Linked DNA regions of Sus scrofa: all the other regions are linked to region 1. The links are chromatin contacts, called in public Hi-C and HiChIP or PLAC-seq maps. All regions are on one chromosome and are shown on one strand. The core of a region is the stretch at or near the end of the contact, and the rest is flanking DNA. Distances in the headings are between cores, read along the strand shown.

Region 1 (3,482 bases), core at 836-3,335:
TATGCTTGGTTCAAGATGGCTAGCTATACGAGAGACTGAGACAAATTATCTTTAGTTCTAGAATGACGTGACTCTCCCTAGTGCCGAACTACATGGAGGAAACTTCAGGCTGAAAGAAGGCACACAGGCAAATACATTTCAAATGGCCTTGGAACTTCTGTTTTATTTGCAAGAAGAATACAATTCTTATTTTTTCCTTGATTTGGGTATATGTTCTACAGTCTTTATCAAACACCTAGGTTGTGTTTTAAGATTTTGTATGAAGATTTTACATTCATTATCTTATTTATGCCCATAACAACCATTTCAAGCCAGATATTATTGTATCATATCACTACATTTTATAAGAGCACTGTGGTTATAGGCTAGTGTTTTAATCTTTTGTTCTATTATTAGAAGCCAGGACTGCGATTCAGAAAACCTAGATTCTAACCCCTCCGTGACCTTCAGCAAGTCACTTTCTCTCTTTGGCCCTCAGTCTTTCCATCTGTAAAACAGAAGAGGTGTGGGGTGAACAAATGAGCTGCAACAACCCTAATCCTGGGGTACCAAGAAATCTTGGTCGGCCTCTCACAATCACTTGTCCATTTTCAGTGTGACCAGAGAGAAGAAAAAAAAAAAAAGAAAAACCCACAGCTGGATCCAGGAGCACAAACCTCTCTCCACTATTTGCCACAGAGATGGTAAGTGAGAAATATTATCTCAACTGAAAGGACAACATGTCCATAATCATTCAATACAACTGGCACAGTGACAATTATTTTTTTAATGTAGAAATTCTGCTTGGTTCAAGTAAAGAAATGTTTGAGAGAAAGTTCAAGTTTTGAAACTGCTAATGCCTTCCTGCGATGGTGTGTGGGACTCGGTGGGGGTGGGGAACAGTAAGCCAGACAGTTCATCTTAGGGGTAACCTCTTTGGTTTATGTAAAATAAATGACTCATATCAAATTCATTTTTGTAGGCTGCCATGCCTGAAGGAGGACCAAGCCATGCTCAAAAGAGATTGAGTCCTTCTTACAATTAATCAGCTACACCCCTGTGTTGTATGTCTTGATGTCTAATTTCCAGAGGAAAGATTGTTGTCAAACCAAATAAATGACGATGCTTTTGGAAAAGAAAAAAAAAAAAAAAAAAGCAATCAAAAGGAAAACCCACCTCTCCTCAATGTAAAGATGTCGATATGAACTCACCTATTGTTTGTATTTCACACCCACAGTCTTGATGCCTATTATCTCTGAAATTATATCAGTTTCCAAAAATCACTTGAAACACTCCTACACCTGGAGCTTTTGATAAACAGTCCAGCTCCTACAGAGAGAAGCACTTTTTGTGTGTGCATGCATGTGTGCGTGTGTGTGTGTGTGTGTGTGTGTGTGTGTGTGTGTGTTAGAGGTTGAAAGACAGAGAAAGACAAGTTGGGGGAGATGGAGAAAGTGACAGTACAGTTGTGAGTTGCACCCTAGACACCTGCGAAGACCAGAGGGGCTTTACTGTAACCTAGAAGAAAGTCAATGGGTACGGGGCTTCCCTCCATGGATCTCGCTCTTGAGACTGTAAGAAACTTTGAGGGTAATTTTACTCTGATGCTAAGAATAAAAATAATGATTAATGTTTTTGAGCACTTACAATGTTCCAGGAACTTTTCTAAGAGCTTTAATACATATGAAATCACATATTACTCACAAGTCTATGAGGCTGATACTATTATTATCACATTCTATAGATGAAAGGAAAAAAAAAAAAGAATCACAAAGAGGCAAGCTCCCCCATCTCTGGCTTATTGACACTGAATTAAAATCTTGCTGATCCCCATCAAGACTGAGGATGCCACTCTCTCTGGGAAGCACCGTCAGGGAAACAGAATGTTACCCTCCTCTGAAGCCCCAAGATTTCTCCTGGTGTTGAAGCCACTGCCTTAAACTACAGTGATCCCGGGAGTTTCGTCGTGGCTCAGCAGGTTACCAACCCCACTAGTATCCATGAGGATGAAGGTGTGATCTCTGGCCTCGCTCAATGGGTTAAAGGAACCGGCATTGCCGTGAGCTGTGATGTAGGTCACAGACAAGTCTCGGATCCCGAGTTGCTGTGGTTGTGCTGTAGGCTGGCAGCTGTAGCTCCAATTCGACCCCTAGTCTGGGAACTTCATATGCCACAGGTACGGCCCTGAAAAGCAAAACAAACAAAAACCTAATGATCTGGGCACCTGCCAAATCATCTCTGGAAGAGTTTAAGTTTTTTAGGATCAGGGTAGTATTAATATTATGGCTGTTTTCCCACAGCCATAGCAAACTGCCTGGCACTACACAGGCACTTAAGAAATACTAGCTGAATAAGTAGATGGAGAGACTCAAGTTTCAGACCCAAGTTCTCACAGTCATGTTAGAAAAATCAATACACAGCCAGCTCTCCAGAGTCAAAGCTATCTGTGACTTTTAAAATAAAACACCTCATTTATTTTTAGCCCTGTAGGGTTTTCCTCTGAATTCATTTTCACTTCTTAGATGCTTACAGTGGGTGCCCTGTCCATTTGGCCTGGGAAGTAGGTTTCAAAAGAAATACTGTAATGCAAGAGAGAAAACTTAAATCATGTCAAGTTCTGAAGTTTGTTGTGCCCCCATTGCTAATCCTGAAGTTAATTTCACCCAGGTTAAACTGACATCGTTCTTAGCTTTCAAGGAGCTCCTCATCATTTTAGAAATAGAGCAGAACTCCATTGAGAACAGAGCCTCATCCCCAAAGCATATCAGGATGATAGAGAAAACCTGAGATGTAGCAAGATGCCTCTGATAAAAGCATAATCTTATAAGAACCTCCTTAAAATAGACAATCCACCAAAACTCACCCAATTTAACCCTCTCATTTGGGGATAATGTGGCTCAGAGAGAAGAAATGAGTTGCCAAAGGTGACAAATCAGTTTTAAAAAAGAAGTGAGGATAGACTTGGGGCAGGGAACTCCTAGGTGAGAGTCTTGCCTTTTATATTTTGCTAGCCTTCATGACTGGGTTACAAGTCAGTGATACCTAAAATAAAGCCAATTACATTTGAGGCAAAAGTTTGACGTGGGTTTGAGAAAGTCCTTAGCTCAAGCAAGAGTTAAGGGCCGGGATGACGGGGTGGAGGGTGAGGGATCTCTATTTTTGACCACATGCTAAACATTTGTACCTACTAAGCATAGCAGGATAAATTAGTTGGTTGGCGTCAAAGGACCGTGAGTCACTGTTCTAACCAGCAATAAATCCAGTTGCTGGCACAGAAGGGATCAAATGCAAAATGACAGCTGAGATGGGAGCATACTGGCCTCCCTCCATCCATGGTTCTTCTGTCCCTGTCCATGCTGGTGGAAAATGTTACATTGCCTCACAGTGACGTTGAGGCTTTTAGAGTAGTTACGATCTCATAATATTGCTGGTGGCTAAAAAGCCAGCAGAAGTGAGTATGTCTGTGCAGATGACAATGACAAGTGGGTGAAGTCCCAGCCTTG
Region 2 (3,251 bases), core at 404-2,903, 410 kb after region 1:
ATTTAAAATAATCTTGTGGTAAGAATTGGTATCGGTGGCAGTAATGAAGACAGAATAACTGTTTAAATAAATAATTAGACTTGACAGTAGACGTGTCAACAGGTACCCACTTAATGAGTGTAATCATTGTTTTTCTCGGCTTTCAACGTTGATCCACTGACTGTGGTGTGTTCCCTGTCCAATTTCCAAACCAAGTCTATTTAAAGCTGTACTTCATGGAATCTGAAACTGTATACCCTGTTTACTATTTAGAGCTGATACCCGATGTTCTTTAACAGGGAATATCTGTACTTGAGCAAGAACAGGTTTCTGGCCTCTGGTAGAACATTGATTTTCCTTATTTTCTACAAGGTGATTCATTAGCAGGGATGAATAATGCCCAATTAATTCTCATGGACTTGTCTATATTGCTAGAGTGCATTGTTTATTATAATTTAATAGAAACAGCCCTAATCTGTCTTAACACAAATAAATCAGTGATTTTTTTTTTTTTTTTTTTTGAGGTGGAGGTAGAGACAGTAGTTATAAGTAAAATTATTTTCTTAGTCATCTGGATAGAATCTCATTGTTTGCAGGAGTGAAGCAATGCATTATGGGTTATGTTCTATGAACCCAAATTCATGAGAATCTAATTCTACTGCTAGCTCTGGGCCTTGGACAAGTCACTTTCCCTTCTCTGGGGTCCTTTTCAGTATCTAACAACAGATAAAGTTGGACTGGTCAGTATGGCATTTCTTCTAGTCAAATGTCCTATTTTTTACAATGTTTTTCCCTTGGCCAATCCTTTCTCCTACTGCCGCTTTTCCAATGTCATAGGAGAATGCAGTATGTGAAAATAGTTGTTCTTTTCAGCATTTGACTTTTGTACATACCAGAAGGGCAGGTAGTGATTTGAACTATACATACAGTATGATTGGCCATTTATGCATTTTTTTGGTTCCCATTCAGTTTCTGGTAGAAAAGAAAAAACATCTGTTCTTCCGTGTTTCTCTGCTCTATAATCTGGGTCTCAGTTTCACAGACTCTGGTAGCATAGAGAGGTTCCTCTTCTGTTTGTTGTTTGACTTTTCCAGGGTTGCAGTCAGTGACCTTAAGGAGAGATCAGAATGTTAAAGGCAGAGGGGACTTTAAGAACCACTCTAGCCAAATTCTTTCATTACAGAGATGGAGATTTTGGGTCAAGGAGAGAATCTGATTTGTCTAATGTATTAGTGGGCTAGAAGATCTGGGCTAGAATTCTTTCTTCTGACTCCATAGTTATATCTCTGTTTTAGGAGAGAAATCTCTATGTGAAGTGTGCTTTCTCTTCCTGATTTTAAAGGGACGCCATTTTCAGGCAAAACCAATCCCATTGTCAACACAGGGATGTGAGCTGCCCTTGAAACATAAATGGATGCCAAGCCTCTCTGTTTTTTCCATGAGGCATGGTATAGAGGATTCTGGCTGCTTGTCTTCTCTGTGTTTATTAGGAGGCTGTGGATTTCCCTGTAGTTCTTCCTGTAAGAGATTACTTGCCCCTGACCTCACCACTGTGTCTTCCTGCCCTTTTCTGATCCAGTGAATTATAGGAAGCTGAGTATGAGTTCCTAGCTGGCTATGTACTACGCATAGTTGGGAACATTAATAAAGAGAAGACAGATGCAGGATTAATACACAGGGGACAGGAGAGTAATAGCCAACATGGTGAAATCTAGTTCAAGGCCTGCAGTTCACAGTCACTGTGCTACCCAAGATTAACAGCAGCATCTTTCATTCTTTCAGACCTTCTCTCTGCCTTGTTCTCGTGGGACTGGGCTGGGACTGACAATCAGCTGGGATGATCTTTGCCAAAATCAAACTAATGTTTTCATGAGATTTCCAGAGAAGAGAGTAGTAATTATCTAATAGTTAGAAGATAACTTTGAGGCCACTGGGTCTTAACACTTATCTTATACCTCATAATCCTGGCATGTAGAGTGTGGCAATTATATTACTGAGTCTGTGGTTCAATCCTGGCTCTACTTAATTTGCTGTGACTTTGGTGAAAGCATGACTTTCCTCTGAACCTCAGTTTCTCCATCTGTAATATGGGAGGGGGAGGAGGCGGAAGCGAGTGAAATAGATGATGTCTGAGTTTCCCCAACTCTGATTTTCATGAGTCTCTGATTTTTCTAAGGTCCCATAGCAAGTTTGCAGCCAAGCTGAATCTGAAATTCTTTGTCTGGTTTGGAGTGCTCATCATGAAAACTTCCACTGTCTCTTTCTAAGCTGCATGCTTGTGTCTTTTAGCCTTGTTTTATTAAATAAACTTCTTTCTCTCTGAGTTGGAAGATCCCTTTCTGTCAAGGGACTTGCCTAAGGCAGTAGTTATTAATTTGTCTCTCTGTGTGTGTGTTTAGCGGTAGGGGAAAGGATTATGGAATATTTGGAAATGCAGATGAATCTATGAAATAGAAAATACATGTCTGCATAGAATGTTGTCTATAATTTCAGGAGGTCTGTAAACCTTCTGAAGATCATATATAGGTTCTAGATTAAGCAAAAGATATTTTTCAGTGTGGGAAGTCTGTGATGACATTTGGGTAACATACATTTCCTTTGCTGTTGGATTTCTCCCACAATTCACCTATTGTTTTGCTCTGAGTGTCAGACTCATTTATGAGCATGACTCTGGACATTTATTACATTTCAAGTTGTTGAGTGATGTCTTAATATTGAAATTCTTATTCTACTTATTTTATTCATTCACTCACTCACACACATTCACTCACTCAGGTGTTGTTTTAATCCAAAATCTGCTAAGTGCTATCCATTTTAATACTTCATTTCATTAATCTCATAAAGTAGAAAATTATTTTTTCCCACCTTTCTTATGTGGACCCTGAGCTCAGAGAGTTTGTGTAATTTGTCTAATGTCATACAGCAAATAAAATAGCAAAGTCTGGATTCAAATGCACATCTGCTTCAAGATGTGTGAATACCTCCAGAGATAACACAGACTATGAATAGGGACAGTGAAACAATTCTAAAAACTGTAGAAGTTTCTGGTAGGAATTGGACAGAGGCCCCCTGAAGAATACTCTGAATGTGAGCAATGGGAGTTCAGAGATGAACAAGATCATATGTCCTGAAACATTTACATGAAAATTCATTAATTAAGTACTCTGCTGGTACCTTCAGGCAGAATAAGAAAGTTGGGCAGTTGTATAAACTGCCTTATAAATAACTCATATTTTTCCCATTCTTTCAAACTTGTATCAGGTTAGTATTCT
Region 3 (3,631 bases), core at 300-2,799, 290 kb after region 1:
ATTCTACTTTCTGTCTCCATGAATTTGACTTCTGTAGGCCTCTTATAGAAGTGGAATCAAACAGTGTTAGTCTTTTTGTGACTGACTTATTTCACTCAGCATGTATCCAAGGTTTATCCATGTTGCAGCTTCTGTCAGAACTTCCTTCCTTTTGATGGCTGACTAATAATACATTGTATATATACACCATATTTTGTTAATCCATTTGGGTACTAACTTTTTTTCTTCTTACTGTACCTGTGGCATGTGGAAGTTCCTAGGCCAGGGACTGAACCAACACCACAGCAGCACGCTGAGCTGCAGCAATGACACTGGATCCTTACTCTGCTAAGCCACAAGGGAACTCCTGGGTACTATTTATTTACCTTCATTTTACAGCGGAAGAATCTGAGGCTTTGAGGGGTTAATAAAAGTTCCCCAACATCACACAGTCAGTAGTGGAGCTAGGATTTGAACCCAGGGAGTGTGACTTCAAGGAATTCAGCTAGTGAGAGTGTGAAAAACCAGGGTGAATCTCGCCTGGATGGTGACACCTTCTCACACATTGCTGTGACATTTCATTACTGTTATGTCTAAGGAATAGCCAGCCTGGAGCAGAGGACAGGGCCTAAAGATGAGATTTTCTAAGCTGGCTCTGCTGCTAACTCTGAGTCTGACTTGGGTGATGATGTGTGCCCCTTTCTGAGTGTCATTTTTCCTACCTGGAAGATGGGGCCGTAGTTGATGACTGTGAACGTTTGATCATTGCGGAGTTGGACTCTAAGCATTCTACTTGGTTTATTGCCTTCAATTCTCCTGGCACTCCCACAAGGCAGATGTTGTTGTCCCCCCCCCCAGCCTTTTTTTTTGTCTTTTTGTCTTTTAGGGCCACACCCGAGGCATATGGAAGTCCCCAGGCTATGGGTTGAATCGGAGCTTTAGCTGCCAGCCTACTCCAGAGCCACAGTAACTCGGGATCTGAGCTGTGTCTGCGACCTTACACCACAGCTCACAACAATGTCAGATCCTTAACCCACTGAGCGAGGCCAGGGATCGAACCTGAGTCCTCATGGATGCTAGTCAGGTTTGTTAACCACTGAGTCACGACGGGAACTCCATATTGTCCCCTTTTTACCTGAGAAAAGTTAGGTCTAGAGAAGTGGAAAATTTTATCTAAACTCCTCCAGTTCCTGAGAGCAAAGCATTAGTGATCAGCATCTGACTCTGAAGCCCAGGATATTAGTGCTGGGCTTCTTGCCTTTAAGCAACCTTTAAGGTTTCTGTCTTCTGTGGCATGCATTCATCTAATTTTATTAAAGCTTTATTGGATTCCCACTTATGTGCCTCATACTCTTCTGGGCACTGATCCAGTACCGGGTTTAGAGTGAGAAAAAGACACGAAAAAATGATCCCTTGGAACTTACATTCTAGTAGGGAAGTGTGGAGGAGGCAGATAATAAATGAGCATGTAAACAGCAGAGAATGATAAGTAACACTGAGGAGTGTTCCCAGAGGTGCTCTGCCTGTGAGGGAATGGAGGAAGGGCCCTGGGAAGTGATGTGTAAGCTGAGCTCTAAATGACAAGGAGCCAGCCCTGTGGCAGGCAGTGGGGAGAACATTGTAGGCAGAGGACATGGTCAGTGCCAGGGCTGTGGGGTGGTAATGAGTTTGTGTCTTAGAAACAGAGGAGCCCAGTGTGCTAGGAATAGGGGGCTGCAGGAGGAGAACATGAGATGAGGGCGAGGCGAGAGCTGGTAGGTGTCAGTGGGCTCAAGAAGGGGCTTGGACCTGAGTGGGGGTGTGATGGGAAGCATCTGAGTTGTGTTTACCAGCATCACTGGGGCTACTGTGGGGGAGATGGATGGCAAGGAGGAGGCAAGAGTAGAAGCAAGGTGAGGTGACTCTTGAAATAGTCCAGGTGAGAGGTGGAGGTAACAGTTATTAGGGCAGTCAAAGTGGAGCCAGAGAAAAGAGGATGAGTTCATAACGTGTTTTGTTGGGATGGTCTACAGGATGTCAAGTGCAGTTCCCTACAGAGAAATGTCAAGCTCAAGTGAGCAGGAATCTGAGAGACCCTGATGGAGGTGAAAACATGTGCAGTGGGGAGTGTACAGACTTGCAGCTGGTCCAGACTAAGGAGTCTAAGTCCTCCCTGCTTTGGTTTCTAATCTTAAGCTTCTGGCCAAGGAATGGAGTGGCTTCCTGACTCTGACTTCCTGGCTGGGAGCTGTTGGAACACCCGAAAATAAGCCCTGAAGAACACGCTGCTTCCTTTGCTCTCTCTGGGTATTTGTATAAAGCATTCTTTCCCACCAAGAATACGGAACATTCAGAGTGATGTTGACTTTATGGGCCATATTTAACTTAGTGTTTTTCCTTGATGTGTCCTCTGTTTTTGCAGAGACTCCTGCCTCTTGTAAACTCCATGGTGAGAAGCCTTCAGCTACCTTATATCTTATGGGTCTGGAAGGCTCTGGGCGGGGGTGCCTGGAAAAGCTGGGCTTCAAAACCTCACCTTGGCCTGGGGACCCTGGCCCAAGAATACCCACCTGCTCCCTTATTTACATTTGAATTCACACTTGCTGGTCCTTCCACGCTCCCTGTAATTCCTCTTAATGGGCTGGGCTTTCCTGTAAACACTCCAATTTTCAGTGCAGAAACTGGTCTCAGAGAAGTTAGGCCACTTAGTCAGTGTAAGGAGGTGGCCGAGTCAGATTGGGAATCCAAGACCCCTGACTGAGCCTTGTGCTCTGGCCACCAGGTCAAAGTGACCGAGCTTGTAACCTTATGCCCCTGGGTGTCTCATGGCGATCTTATCCTGTACTCAGCCTAAGCCTAGAGATGCTCAGAGATCATAAACAAAGTCATCTGAAATTCACTCCTTTGGCTTCATCACATACTTCTTTCCAAACAGTTTATAGTGTATAGTTACTGGATTTTTTTTTTAAGGTCTTTAACATCATCTCTTAAAAACAATGTTTTGTTTTTGCTCATGCGAATTTCTTTTAAAATTTCTCTCCTATTACCCATTCATTTAGTCAACAAACATTTATTGAATTCTTACTGTATGCCAGGCATTGTGCTAGGTGCTGGGGATGGATTCAAAGATAATTTGGAGGCGTATGGAAGGGGAGTGGATAATTACAGCACAGTGAGATAAGTGCTATAATAGAGGGATATATAAAGAGCTAGAAATAGCACTATGAATAACATCTCTGAACAAATTGCTTTCTTTTTTTCCTTTTGGATTATTCCCTTATGTATATTGCCCAAAGTGGGATTACTGGGTCATTTAAAAGATGAAAACAATTTGGCACAAAAAGATGTAATGACTTGCCTGGGGAATACAGCTCAATTTTCAACTGGGGAAAAAATTGTTGACAACTCCAGATTTAGACACCTCACCAGGAGGATTGGGCAGTTTTTACACTAGTCCTATAAGCATGGTGGTTTTCAGGGGAAGCACCTATTCTAAACATATCATCCCGAGTGTAGAAACACATATCTTTATATTTGATCTTACAAATTTAATGTTCATGCCCACAAGAGCCTATCTATGTAAGTTATTATTCCATTTTATGATGAGGGAACTGTGCTTTTGCTAAAAGGAAGTGACTTGCTCAGGATTCCATAGTTAATTAGTGGAGAATCC
Region 4 (3,526 bases), core at 91-2,590, 450 kb after region 1:
ACACAGCACATTCCACAGACCAGCTATACCAGTCTGTAACATAGCATGTTGTTGAAAGCAGGGTTTTGGAGATCATCTTGTTAATGCTTATTATTTTAGAGCTGGAGGATTTGAGGTCCAGAGAGGGTATATATTTTCTTGGTCACTTAGCCAAATAGAACCACTGTCATTAAATGTGACCCAGAGTGGGAGGTCGGGGGTCTCCTGACTTCCATGCTCACTTCCAGCGGTGTGGGTACTGACTCTTTTGGAAGAGAAATTCTTAATGTCTATGTCCTTTTCTCTGCCGTTTACCTACTCTTCCTAGTATCATCCAACAATCGACAGAGTTTCTTGATTCTTTAATGAAACTTTTCCACTGCAAACACTTTCTGGAAGCAGAATAACTGGGTTTGAATCCAATTTCCAGTATGTACTAGCTGCTATATTACCTTGCATAAGCCACTTGAACTTGTCTAAATCTTGGTTGTTGTATATTCAAGTTAAAAAGAACAAATTGTTCCCTAAGATTTCGCCACCTGAGACTCCATATAACTTCTTGGACATCAAATGGCCTGTCCTGGCTGTTGTCACCCGTTTGTAGCAAATAAAAACCAGTGAGTTAGTAATTGGTTTGTTTCCATTCTCTCCTTTACCTTCTCTTGCAGCCTGGTCTTCCAGTGCTATTGTTTTCCTGTCAGGGCTGATTGTTTCATTTGCAAATGACATTCTGAATCTGAAGTGACAGTGCAATGTGGAGTATGTCTCTATTCAGCCTCACTTCTTTATGGGAGACAATTACTTACTTGAATAGATTGATGCTTCTCTTTTTCTTCTTGGTTTACTGGGATCTGCAGATGTAGTTGGGTTTTTCTTGCCACCACCTGTGTTGCCAGCATGGGGATGGCACCTTTAGCATTGATTTGCATTCACGCTTACTCTGTGCAAGGCAGGTTGGCCTTAATGTGTTGATTCCTAGCCTACCTCCCTTCACTCTACAATTCCTGGTCAATGGGACTCATAGGAGTGAAGACAGTTTTTGTAAGAACTTCATCTTACTCAGCTGGCGGACTTTTAGGAGGAATCACGGGACATGAGAGTTGGGAGGAATGGTAGCCAGCATCTAATCTTCAGTTTACAGATAGGGAGATGCGCTGGGAGATATGCTGAGGTTCAAGACACAAGAGTTCAAAAGACGAAAGTGGTAGAGCCGGTGAGTGGCTGAGCTGAAAATTATGCCCAAGTCCTTTGCATTTCAGTCTAGTGTTTTTTTTTTTTCCAGTATTTCCAACTGTCTCTCAGATAGTCTATATAAAGGTTTGGCATTTCTGTGGAGTTGTTCTCTCATCACCCCTTCCGAGTAATGCCAGCTGTCCATGCAGAGAGTGGGGCACTTAGCCAGTGCAGGGCCAAAGCTGCCTGTAAAGAGAAGTGGAGTGAATGCATTGACATTTTCAGTCCATGGCAGATCCTGTTTGCCCTTCCGGCTCTCATCTGACCTGATGCTTCAGAGGAAGAGTGATTACATTTGCTGTTCAACTAACAATTGTGTGCAATTTTCAGCCTGCCTTATTCTTGAACGTTGTCTTCCCACGCTTCCATCACATGCCACAGCATATTTGCTTCGTAATTACACTGGTAGGGACTTACCTACACCACTTGGAAAAGGTTTGCCTAAAGTACTTATTTACTTGTGCATAATAAATCTTGATTGATACCTTGGTAATCTCTGAGATCAATCTAAGGTTCCCTCCCACAAGAGGGAGGATTGAAGAGTCAGGGCAATGAGTGACAAAAAAAGAAGGGGGAAAAAAAGAGGACTGTACTTCCTCACTGGTGATCTAAGAGGAGAATTATAGATGATTTGGCTGACTTTTACTTGTTTCTAGCTATATATATATAATCAGGAGCTTCCATAGACTCATGAGTTTTGAGTAGAGTTGTTGTTAGCGTTTATCTAGTAACCTAATGACATCTTTTTCAGAGGAGGACACTGTGATCCCAGAGAGAGCAAAGGTTGTACTGTGAGCTCATGGTATAGCTAAGACTGGGAGCTAGGTCTGAATTTAGAAGATCAGGTATCTTTGAGCTGAGTTCCAAGTTGGAGAAAAGGATAATTAGCTGTAACCTATAAGGGGAAGCTCAGTGTAGCATTTTAATACCCCCTTAAGGAAGCAGTTTTGAAATTTTAGGAAGGCACTGATTTTTATATAAAGAGAGAAGATAGTGAAACATCTCTAAAATATAGGAGAATGTTATTTAAATCTCAGTTGTTTAAGTGGACAATCCTAAAGTTTAGTTGGCTATCAACTACATCTGATGTTTAAGTCGCAAAGTATCTCAGCTTCTCAAATCTTCCATCAATAAAATGGTGATGTTAATACCTGCCATGTCCCTCAGTATCATTCATTTATTCAGCAAACATTGACCAAGAGCCAGGTCTTGGGTTAATTGCCAAGGGAGATTTAGGGACTAATGCAACATGATTTAAAGATTAATATAAACACTCTGAGTCAATCATTAGCAACACTTGAATCAGAATACATACATAAAGATTCCCAGGTGAATCTAGTGTGCAGACAGTTTGAAAACCACTTCCTTAAGCTTATAGTACTTGGTGTTAGATAATACCATGCAATGGGTGGTTGGTTGTTTTTAAATTTTGGTAATCTAAGTAAATATTTAAAGAAGAGTACACTGTGGATTTTAGAAAAGAAGCAAAACTTGAGCAAACACTAGTTCATTCTATTTTTGTGGATGACAGTGACTTGTCATTTACATGCCATCTTTAGCAAGGCTTGGTAACTTTTTTTAGTATTAAATGTCACTTTACCTGTAGTCTTATGTATTCCCTCTGGTGAGGAAGGGTCTTGGTTGTCATATGGCCTTTTGCAGTTGTTTGTGTTTGGTTATGTTTGATCAGTTTGGTCAGACTTTTGGCTTTATCAGTTTGTGTGGCTCATGATAGATTTGATGGAACAAAGCAGAGAAGACATTGCGGCAAGTAGCACCCAAGAGCTACGAATGGATATAAAAGCAAAACCTCCTGTTTCTATGTGATGACTTCCTTTGGATTTTGGTCTTTTCCTTTTTCCTATAGAGAGGCTGTACCATGGTGGAGACCATGGACTTGGGGGTCCAAAACTTGTGTCCAAGCCTCAGCTTTGCTATTTGTTAGCAGTGTCTCTTTGAGCAAGTTTCTTTAACTCTTACAGCCTTATATTCTTGATCTGCTAAATGTGGAGAATGATAATCTTACCTCATATAATAAATAGGATGATTATGTGGCCAGTAGAAAATTTCATCACATATAATAAGTCCTCAATAAATGCTTGCTATTTTTTGTCACTCTGTAGCTTTCTTGTACTCACTGAACAGTTAGGAGGAGAAGACAGAAGAGCAACAGAGCAGCAAGAGGTGAAACCTCTTAGGTTCTTTGCTTTGCATTTGAGGACAGTTCCTGAAAGACTAGTGCTTAGGGAGCCCCAGTCCTCTAACTCCCTTCAGCTTTAGGCATCTTGCTTAGATAAGGGTCACTTCTCTTGTT

What was found. Hi-C and Micro-C count contacts between places; a contact is called where the count stands out from the background. HiChIP or PLAC-seq counts read pairs in DNA pulled down with a chosen protein or histone mark.
Region 2: a contact with region 1 is called in an H3K27ac HiChIP or PLAC-seq map of skeletal muscle, with 4 times the contacts expected there. The contact joins two enhancer-like sites. A contact is called at or near these places in 3 of 47 Hi-C or Micro-C datasets (psoas muscle and skeletal muscle) and 2 of 2 datasets of contacts at active chromatin or transcription factors (alveolar macrophages and skeletal muscle).
Region 3: a Hi-C map of skeletal muscle shows a contact between it and region 1, with 3 times the contacts expected there. The contact joins two enhancer-like sites. A contact is called at or near these places in 1 of 47 Hi-C or Micro-C datasets (skeletal muscle) and 2 of 2 datasets of contacts at active chromatin or transcription factors (alveolar macrophages and skeletal muscle).
Region 4: a contact with region 1 is called in an H3K27ac HiChIP or PLAC-seq map of skeletal muscle. The contact joins two enhancer-like sites. A contact is called at or near these places in 1 of 47 Hi-C or Micro-C datasets (skeletal muscle) and 2 of 2 datasets of contacts at active chromatin or transcription factors (alveolar macrophages and skeletal muscle).

The regions. Positions count from the first base shown.
Region 1 is chr13:125,553,771-125,557,252 of Sscrofa11.1, forward strand. LOC106508361 (a long non-coding RNA gene) reads left to right here. Exons shown (of 2, transcript XR_001304512.2): 1 at 1-683; 2 at 962-1,165. It overlaps LOC110256388 (a long non-coding RNA gene), which reads right to left. Exons shown (of 2, transcript XR_002337801.1): 2 at 2,428-3,482. Among named protein-coding and RNA genes, the nearest start is that of BCL6, 170 kb to the left of the region's middle. Within about 2 kb of position 2,086, at least 3 of the 83 cell types and tissues checked have an H3K27ac peak or open chromatin away from gene starts, as enhancers often do. A contact at or near this core is called in skeletal muscle, where this site is marked.
Region 2 is chr13:125,961,673-125,964,923 of Sscrofa11.1, forward strand. The region is part of intron 2 of LPP (lipoma-preferred partner); the gene reads left to right. Among named protein-coding and RNA genes, the nearest start is that of LPP, 180 kb to the left of the region's middle. Within about 2 kb of position 1,654, at least 8 of the 83 cell types and tissues checked have an H3K27ac peak or open chromatin away from gene starts, as enhancers often do. A contact at or near this core is called in skeletal muscle, where this site is marked.
Region 3 is chr13:125,847,857-125,851,487 of Sscrofa11.1, forward strand. The region is part of intron 1 of LPP (lipoma-preferred partner); the gene reads left to right. Among named protein-coding and RNA genes, the nearest start is that of LPP, 67 kb to the left of the region's middle. Within about 2 kb of position 1,550, at least 11 of the 83 cell types and tissues checked have an H3K27ac peak or open chromatin away from gene starts, as enhancers often do. A contact at or near this core is called in skeletal muscle, where this site is marked.
Region 4 is chr13:126,004,196-126,007,721 of Sscrofa11.1, forward strand. The region is part of intron 2 of LPP (lipoma-preferred partner); the gene reads left to right. Among named protein-coding and RNA genes, the nearest start is that of LPP, 220 kb to the left of the region's middle. Within about 2 kb of position 1,341, at least 3 of the 83 cell types and tissues checked have an H3K27ac peak or open chromatin away from gene starts, as enhancers often do. A contact at or near this core is called in skeletal muscle, where this site is marked.